Regions from separate parts of the Sus scrofa genome. Here region 1 is linked to region 2. A link is a contact called in public Hi-C data. All regions are on one chromosome and are shown on one strand. Each heading gives the region's core, a stretch centred on a gene start, on an enhancer-like site or on the middle of the called end of the contact. The rest is flanking DNA. Distances are from core to core; before and after follow the strand shown. Region 1 holds the start of HSD11B1 (hydroxysteroid 11-beta dehydrogenase 1). Region 2 holds the start of C9H1orf74 (UPF0739 protein C1orf74 homolog).

Region 1 (3,634 bases), core at 755-3,254, 69 kb after region 2:
TCTGCGAAGGTCATGTCCTCCATGGTGCCAGCAACGTAGTGTGCTGAAGACGCGCCAAGCTCCAGGCAGTGGGACACCACCTGTGGGGGTACAGTGGCCGTGCTCCCAGTCTTTGCCGAAGACCTTTGGGGCACCGTCTCTGACGTGATGGGGGTTTACATGAGCGGTTACTCACAGCCCTGTTTTGATAAGAAATGGGTAGGAGTGTGTGCCTGTGGGTGTGTGTGTGTGTGTTAAATGCAACCCAACACAAATATTTGTCCTGTTTTAAATGCTCTCTGGAACAAAGCTGGGGTTGTGCTGGGGTTGGAGCCCATGATTTGTGCTCTGGAGTTTCTGAACACATTATTGGTAGGGATGCTAGTTTCTGTGTAGGTAACCCCAGGTTTGTGAGTATCTGTGTATCTTTGGGTTTGTGAGCCCTGAGGATATAGGAGGGCATGTGTCTGCCTGGGTACAAGAATTGAATTCATGAGTAATTGCTAGAAGGTTGGGATCTGAGCACCTGTCGGTATGTCTGTGACTCCATGTTTAAATTTGCATGAGTTGGCATGCCTGGGAGCATTTAGAGCCCAAGAACTTTGTGTCTGTGTACGTGTGCCTGGGAAGAACACTTAATGCCTATTTTTATATTCCTGTGGGTGTTTGAATCCTGTGCCCATCGGTATGTAAATATGCCAGATTCTGTGAGTATAGGTAAGAATACATCTGGGTGAACCAGGACACTGTGGATATGATTTGAATTTAGAAGCTGAGGAGTAGGGGAGAGAGGACATTCTAAGGGAGAAATTAATGGTAGTAGAAAGTAGGATTACTGGACTATGGGCTATAGTATGAAAATTAAAATAAAAAACTCTTGAGGCTTAAAAAGAGGATACGTCTGGGCACATATGGGTACACGGAGTTGTGGGTGCAGGACCCTCACCTTCTTGAGAGTTTCTTCTGACCTCGCTGTCACCACCACATGGGCTCCCATCCTCGCCAGATGATAGGCCATCTCTCTTCCGATCCCCTTGCTGGCCCCTGTGACAATCACTTTCTTTCCTCGAAGCATCTCTGGGAAACCCCACAAGGAAGTGAGGACCACACTCGGCCGCAGAAGTCCTTCCCCTGCTCTGGGGGTGGGCAGCCTTGTCTCAATGTCTCAAGGCTATGAGCCCAGATCAACTCATCTCAAACCATGTAAATCAATGAAGGAATAGTTCGAGTCTTTCATAAACATGCTCTGAAATGGGAGTTTGGGTTGGTTGTTCAAAACCAAGCCTTTCCTGCTGTCTTTTAAAAAACAAAAAACAAAAAACAAAAACCCTGTGGACAGAGGATTCAGCTAGAACCCTGGAGTTCCAGACATTTCTGGGCTCATCCAATTGCTCAATTGAAATAAAATTCAAAAAGTCATCAAAACACATGTGCTCACAGTGATTCCAGGGATTTTCTCTCGCTTCTCTTAGTCATCAACTCCAGCATGCTATCTCTTTTCCCACTGCTCTGTCTCTCCATAGAGCCCAATTATCTGTACACGTTGTAAATTTTGGAATTACCCTCATTTTTGTAGGCGATCTGAAACGGCTTTTGACTAAAGGTGCCAAATAAAACAGAGACCATTTGGCAATCTTTTAGCACCATGACTATCCCTCCCCACACCCCAGTTACCCAGCCTCTGGCTGGAAGCTATAAAAATACAGTTTCACCCTCGGGTCCCCTCTTGCCCAGCAAGTCTGGGGATCACGAACTCATTTTCGATCCTCAGAAACACTCTAGCCATCCCTGGGCTTTTAAATCCATCCCTCCAAAATTAGACACATCGGTACTCACCTGGTCTGAATTCCTCATTTGCGGAATAGTAGTAGTAGGCCAAGAAGATCCCCAGAATAGGGAGGAGATATTTTTTCATAAAAGCCATCAGACAGGGACCTGGCCCGAGGAGCCCTGTAGGACACACAGAGAGAACCTACAGAGCTTTCTACAACCTCCTAGGCAGGCAGCAGCCTCTGAATTGTGACATCAGGGACGGAGGAGGCTGGAGTAGTCTCAGGCAGAGCTAGCCAATTTCCCTGTCAGAGCAGCGATTGGCTTTGGGTGGGATCCATTCGTCCCTGGCAGCCTGCGTGGTAGATTTCATAATGGACAATGTTTACTCCATTTCATTGAGCAAGAAGAGACTTCCAGATGGCCAAGCTCAAGACTGTACAGGACCAGATTCCTCAGCGTCCCTGCCCCGAGCCCATCTTCCTCTGAACGCCATTTACGCCAGGAATCAACGGCCTTTCAAGGGTGGTATATCAAAAGGCAGCGGCAGTGTGTGCGGGCAAGTGTGAGTAACAGCAAAGAGAGCCAAAGTCAAGCAAACCTCACTCTCAGCCCCACCTCCCAGTCGGAAGCAATTAAAAATAACAGCACAAATCAGAAAAATAAGCTTGAGAGAGAAAGGGCACATCTTGGGAAAAAAAGAAAAGAAAGCAAACAAGCCCTATAAACCCCACACTCAAGTTCAGTGAACAATGTTACAACATCAAAGGGGAATGCAAGCCAGCCAGAACCCAGATGGCGGGAAACCCATGACCGGTCAAGACTCTCAGACAAGTGCAATGGAATGTGCACTTATTACTTTAACAGCAAACAAAGAAGAACTGGTGAGTGCCAAGAAAAGAGGCTCTAGGCTATTAACGTAGGTCTCATAAGTGCTACAGGGACCAGGAACTATGGAGATGATGCTGGGAAGAGAGTTTCTGATGGAGAAGAAGAAAGAACAAGCACCTGAAGCAAAGCCAGCCTGAAAAACCCATATTCAGCTAATAGCTGATCTGGTAACAATAAAAGGACCCAGAGATGATGCTGGGAAGAGAGTTTCTGATGGAGAAGAAGAAAGAACAAGCACCTGAAGCAAAGCCAGCCTGAAAACCCATATTCAGCTAATAGCTAATCTAGTAACAATAAAAGGACCAGAGTAGGGGGAGAAACCCTTAGTAATTCAGACTTTATCACGGAATGAATATACTCAGAAATACAGAAATAACCACCGTGGTTATGTCTGCAGCAAGAATTCATTAAGGAACAATCCTCAAAGAAAGATCTTAAGATACACCGTTGGTACCTTTTGCAACTTCAAACCAGGTAACCAAACCATAAACATTACCCGGTCACAGAGCAAACCCAGAATTCTGCAAGTGACCAACGGCGCCAGGAAACCATTTAATTACTAAGGGTTTCTCCCCCTACTCCGGTCCTTTTATTGGATTTGCTCCCTTGGATCGGGAGGCTTGTCAATTCTGGGGTGTGTGTGTGTGTGTGTGTGTGTGTGTGTGTGTGTGTGTGTGTGTGTGTGTGTGTGTCTGGAGAGAACGGGAGCCCGTGATCCCCCGTCTTTGGACTGCGGAGCCAGAGTGAGTCCTAACCTGCAGTTCCGCGGAGACCTCATACGGCTTCTGGTGGCCCTCTTCGGGGGGATCCTGACGTTGGGGTTTATACAGTCCCACCTATGTCAAGAGGCGCCTGAAATATCTCCTCTGGGGGAGCCGTCAGGCGGACGAAGCGATTGTTACCTAAGGCCTTGTCCTTGCTGTTTGTCTTACGTCACCAGCACAGGGTGGGACTTCACACAATGGGTAAATCAGCTTCCAAGCCCACTGTCTTA
Region 2 (3,835 bases), core at 454-2,953:
AGATATTTATGGTTAGAATAAATGAACTAAGTCATTTTAGGGACTGACTGCTAACTACTGTGAGAAATTAAAATAAATATGGGGAAGGAAAAAAGTCCTAAAATTAGCTTCTAGTCTCTGCTTCTGAGTCCCTCTGAGTTAAGAACCAGGGTTAGAATGGGAGCCCCTACAAGCTTGCCCTCCTTGCAGGCTGGCCCCACCTTTATTCCTCAGGGGTCTCTACACAGTCTGCAGATACTACTAAGATGGAGCCTGTGTAGGCGCCTGCAGTTCCCTTAGCCTTTGCCTATTTATTATCTATCAATGAACTTCGGCCATTTATTCAGAGACAAATTTTTTCAAGAAATTCTTTCCCTCTGTGAGATGGGTCATAATGCTGGTAAAGAAGTTAAACTTTCAGTGAAATAACTGTTTTTACCTGATGATTTGATTGAAAAGTGTTTAGGGGGTTCCGTTGTGGCTCAGCGGTTCATAAACCCGACTAGTATCCATGAAAACATGGGTTCGAACCCTGGCCTCGCTCAGTGGGTTAAGGATCCAGCGTTACTGTGAGCTGTGGTGTAGGTCAAAGACACCGCTCAGATCCCACATTGCTGTGGCTGTGGGGGAGGCTGGCAGCTATAACTATGATTCCACCCATAGCCTGGGAACTTCCATATGCCACGGGTGCAGCCCTAAAAAGACAACAACAACAAAAAAAAGTGTCTGCATCTCTGCCTCTTATTTCTCACTTTGAAGTCAGCAAACAGAATTCGACCAAACTGAGCTCCAGGAAGGAGGGGTTTTTGTCTGTTATGTACACTGCAGTAAGTACCTCCAGCACCTAAAGCAGGCCTAGTACACATGTGTCCAGGGTGAAGACTCATGCCTTCACACCGTGCTTAGAAATGGCAAACCTGGAGTTCCCGTCGTGGCGCAGTGGTTAACGAACCCGACTAGGAACCACGAGGTTGCGGGTTCGACCCTGGCCTTGCTCAGTGGGTTAAGGATCCGGCGCTGTCGTGAGCTGTGGTGTATGTAGGTCGCAGACGCTGCTCGGATCCCGCGTTGCTGTGGCTCTGGTGCAGGCCGGCGGCTACAGCTCCAACTAGACCCCTAGCCTGGGAACCTCCATACGCCTCAGAAGAGGCCCTGGAAAAGGCAAAAAGACAAAAAGCAAACCTTGGCCAGGACACTTCTCCACCCACTTCTCAGACCTCAGCCTCTCAAATTTAGGATTTAGGCAGGTCAAAGCAAAAACAAAAAAAACTTTGCAGCACCACCCACAGGTGAAAGTATCACGCAAAACACGTCGCTTGCCTTGAGATATTTCGTTTGCAGGGGAAAGCGTCCTTCTCCAGACACAAATCAAAGGTGTTTCTGCTCGGCGTGCCCCGCTTCTGCCTCCCTGGTCAAACGGGACACTGGACTTAAAAACAACACACAAGCGAAGAGCTGGCGGCTTCAACCGGTCCCGCCTCCTTCCGTCCACTCCCTTCCCTTCCTCTTCCGGCGCAGGGGGGCGGGGCCGGGATCAGCCGGGCCGGAAGGGGCCGGACCTCAGGCACCAGCACTTCCGGTATGCAGCCGCGCGGCCTGCCGGTGGTTCCTACGCGGGGAGCGCGAGAGGACCGGGTGACGTTACGGAAAGCGGCGGGACAGGGCATGTGCTGGGCATGCGCAGCAGGCAGACCTCGCCTCCCCGGCCCCTGCGGGCGGTAAGGGACCTCCCCTTGCGGGCGGGACTTCTAGCTTCGCGGCGGAGCACAGGGTCTCGCGGCCTTCCGGGCAGCGGGCAGGAAACTGGAAGGGGTTCCTGAGCCCGCGAATCTGCAGGGGAAGTAGAAGGACGTCTGTGTGTGCAAGGGAGACCTCTGCCTCATTTACTAAATCCCTGTACTGTGCCCAGGAAAGGGCGTGGGGGTTGAGGTGAGCCTGTCGTCCGAGGGCCAGTGACTGTCCACCAGTAGGGGGAGGCGGGGCCTGCAGAAGTTGCAAGACAAGCCTCTTGCAGTTCCAGCCAATTTAACTTATTTACTTTGTGTCTCAACATGAGATGTTTGGTAGTCCACATTCTAGTGTGTATCGTTTAATCAGACCGCTATTCTTACAACTATTCTTGGCCGGAAGAGAAAGAGGAGTTGGCAATGAAAAGAGTACATGTGGAACCTACTCTGTCTCAGAGGACAGTTTTAGGTGAAATGCTCTGAATTTTGCCAGAGAGTGCTCTGCTTCTTTTCGGCCCCGACCTCCTTCAGGTGTGAATCAGAGAAGGTAAATTACAACAGGAAAATTTAGGAGGGAAGCCAGAGAGAGTGTAAATATAACCTTAAGGCCAGAGAGACAGTTGAATTTGGAACTAAGAGAGACTAAGTCACCAAAAAATCAGGGTGCCATTGGTGATGCCGTTTTATCTGGGCTGGGTTAGCATTCCAAAGCAGAGGGAGGGGAAGTGACCTCTGGAAGATGCTGTAAGACTTAAGGGAAGGCTATTGTCAGGTTTCCTGGTATGTCACTGGCTGGTGCTAATAATCCCCTGCTACTGCTTTGTTTTTAGGCCCTTCTTCAAGTGTCTGGAGCTCAGAGATGCAGCCCAGGGGAGGGAACTGTGACTAGTTAAGGAGGCCATGCTTACTGTTGCTTCCAGAGTCCATGTCAACACTGAGTCTTCAGCTGCTGGTGGCAGCTGCTCAGCAGACCCTGGGCATGGGGAGGAGCCGGGGCCCACCCCGAGCCGTGTGCCTTCATCTAGCCGGAGAGGTGCTGGCTGTGGCCAGGGGACTTAAGCCAGCTCTGCTCTATGATTGCAACTGTGCAGGGGCAGCAGAGCTCCAGAGCTATCTGGAGCAGCTGCAGGGCCTGGGCTTCCCGACCCGGGGGCTTCACATTCTTGAGATTGGAGAAGACAGCCTGATTGTCTGTCCTGAGCGTGTGTGTCAGCACTTGGAGCAGGTGCTGCTTGGTTCCGTAGCCTTTGTGGATGTTTCCAGCGCTCAGCCTCACCCTTCCGTCTGCTCCCTGGACCAGCTTCAGGACTTGAAGGCCCTCCTGGCTGAGATCATCGCTCATTTGCAGGGACTGAAGACGGACCTGTCCCTGGCAGTCTCCAGCAGCAGGCTCTGTTCCTCAGACTGGAATCTCTGTACTGTGTTTGGGATCCTCCTGGGCTATCCTGTCCCCTATACCTTTCACGTGAGCCAGGGAGGTGACAATTGCTTAGCCCTGACTCCACTACGGGTATTCACTGCCCGGATCTCTTGGCGACACAGTCAACCACCAGTCTTGCTCTATTCCTTTAGCGTCCCAGAGAGCTTGTTCCCGGCCCTGAGGGACATTCTAAATACTTGGGAGAAGGACCTTAGAACTCGATGTAGGACTCAGAATGACTTTGCTGACCTCAGCATCTCCTCCGAGGTGGTCACCCTGCCTGCTGTGGCCCTCTGACTGTAACTCTTTCCTCGCATAGAAGGTGCTCGGTAAGTGATCAGCTCTTGTTAAGGACGGCAAATAGGTATGATCTCAAGTACCAGACACTGGGGAAGAATGCTGTAATACATTTTCCATTTCTGTGCTAAGGGGTCCTCTGGATTTAGCTGAGATGTCTGTTGTTTTTTTCACTGGATGGAAGATAGAGGGAAGGATTGTGGAGAAGGAGGGAAGGTGCCGGAGGACGAGTAACGTGCCCGCGTGTGGAAGTGTACCCATCCCTGCCCTGTGTGCGGAGTGTCTGCCAGGGATCAAAGGGCCGGGCTTTGCTGCTTGTTGGTTTACCTCCAACGGACCTGGGCCAGGGAGAGTAGACCGGGTGGCTTAAGTGTCTTCTCTCTGAGTGATGTGTCACTCAGCAAAGAGCTGA

What was found. A called contact is a pair of places that touch in the nucleus more often than the background predicts.
Region 1: a Hi-C map of liver shows a contact between it and region 2, with 3 times the contacts expected there. The contact joins the promoter of HSD11B1 here to the promoter of C9H1orf74 in region 2. A contact is called at or near these places in 3 of 47 Hi-C or Micro-C datasets (blood, liver and omental adipose tissue) and 1 of 2 datasets of contacts at active chromatin or transcription factors (skeletal muscle).

The regions. Positions count from the first base shown.
Region 1 is chr9:133,255,314-133,258,947 of Sscrofa11.1, forward strand. HSD11B1 (hydroxysteroid 11-beta dehydrogenase 1) reads right to left here and starts at 2,005. Exons shown (of 6, transcript NM_214248.2): 1 at 1,816-2,005; 2 at 926-1,056; 3 at 1-80. The coding sequence starts at 1,903.
Region 2 is chr9:133,186,168-133,190,002 of Sscrofa11.1, forward strand. It overlaps C9H1orf74 (UPF0739 protein C1orf74 homolog), which reads left to right and starts at 1,704. Exons shown (of 3, transcript XM_021063892.1): 1 at 1,704-1,908; 2 at 2,537-3,455. The coding sequence starts at 2,632. The coding sequence ends at 3,423.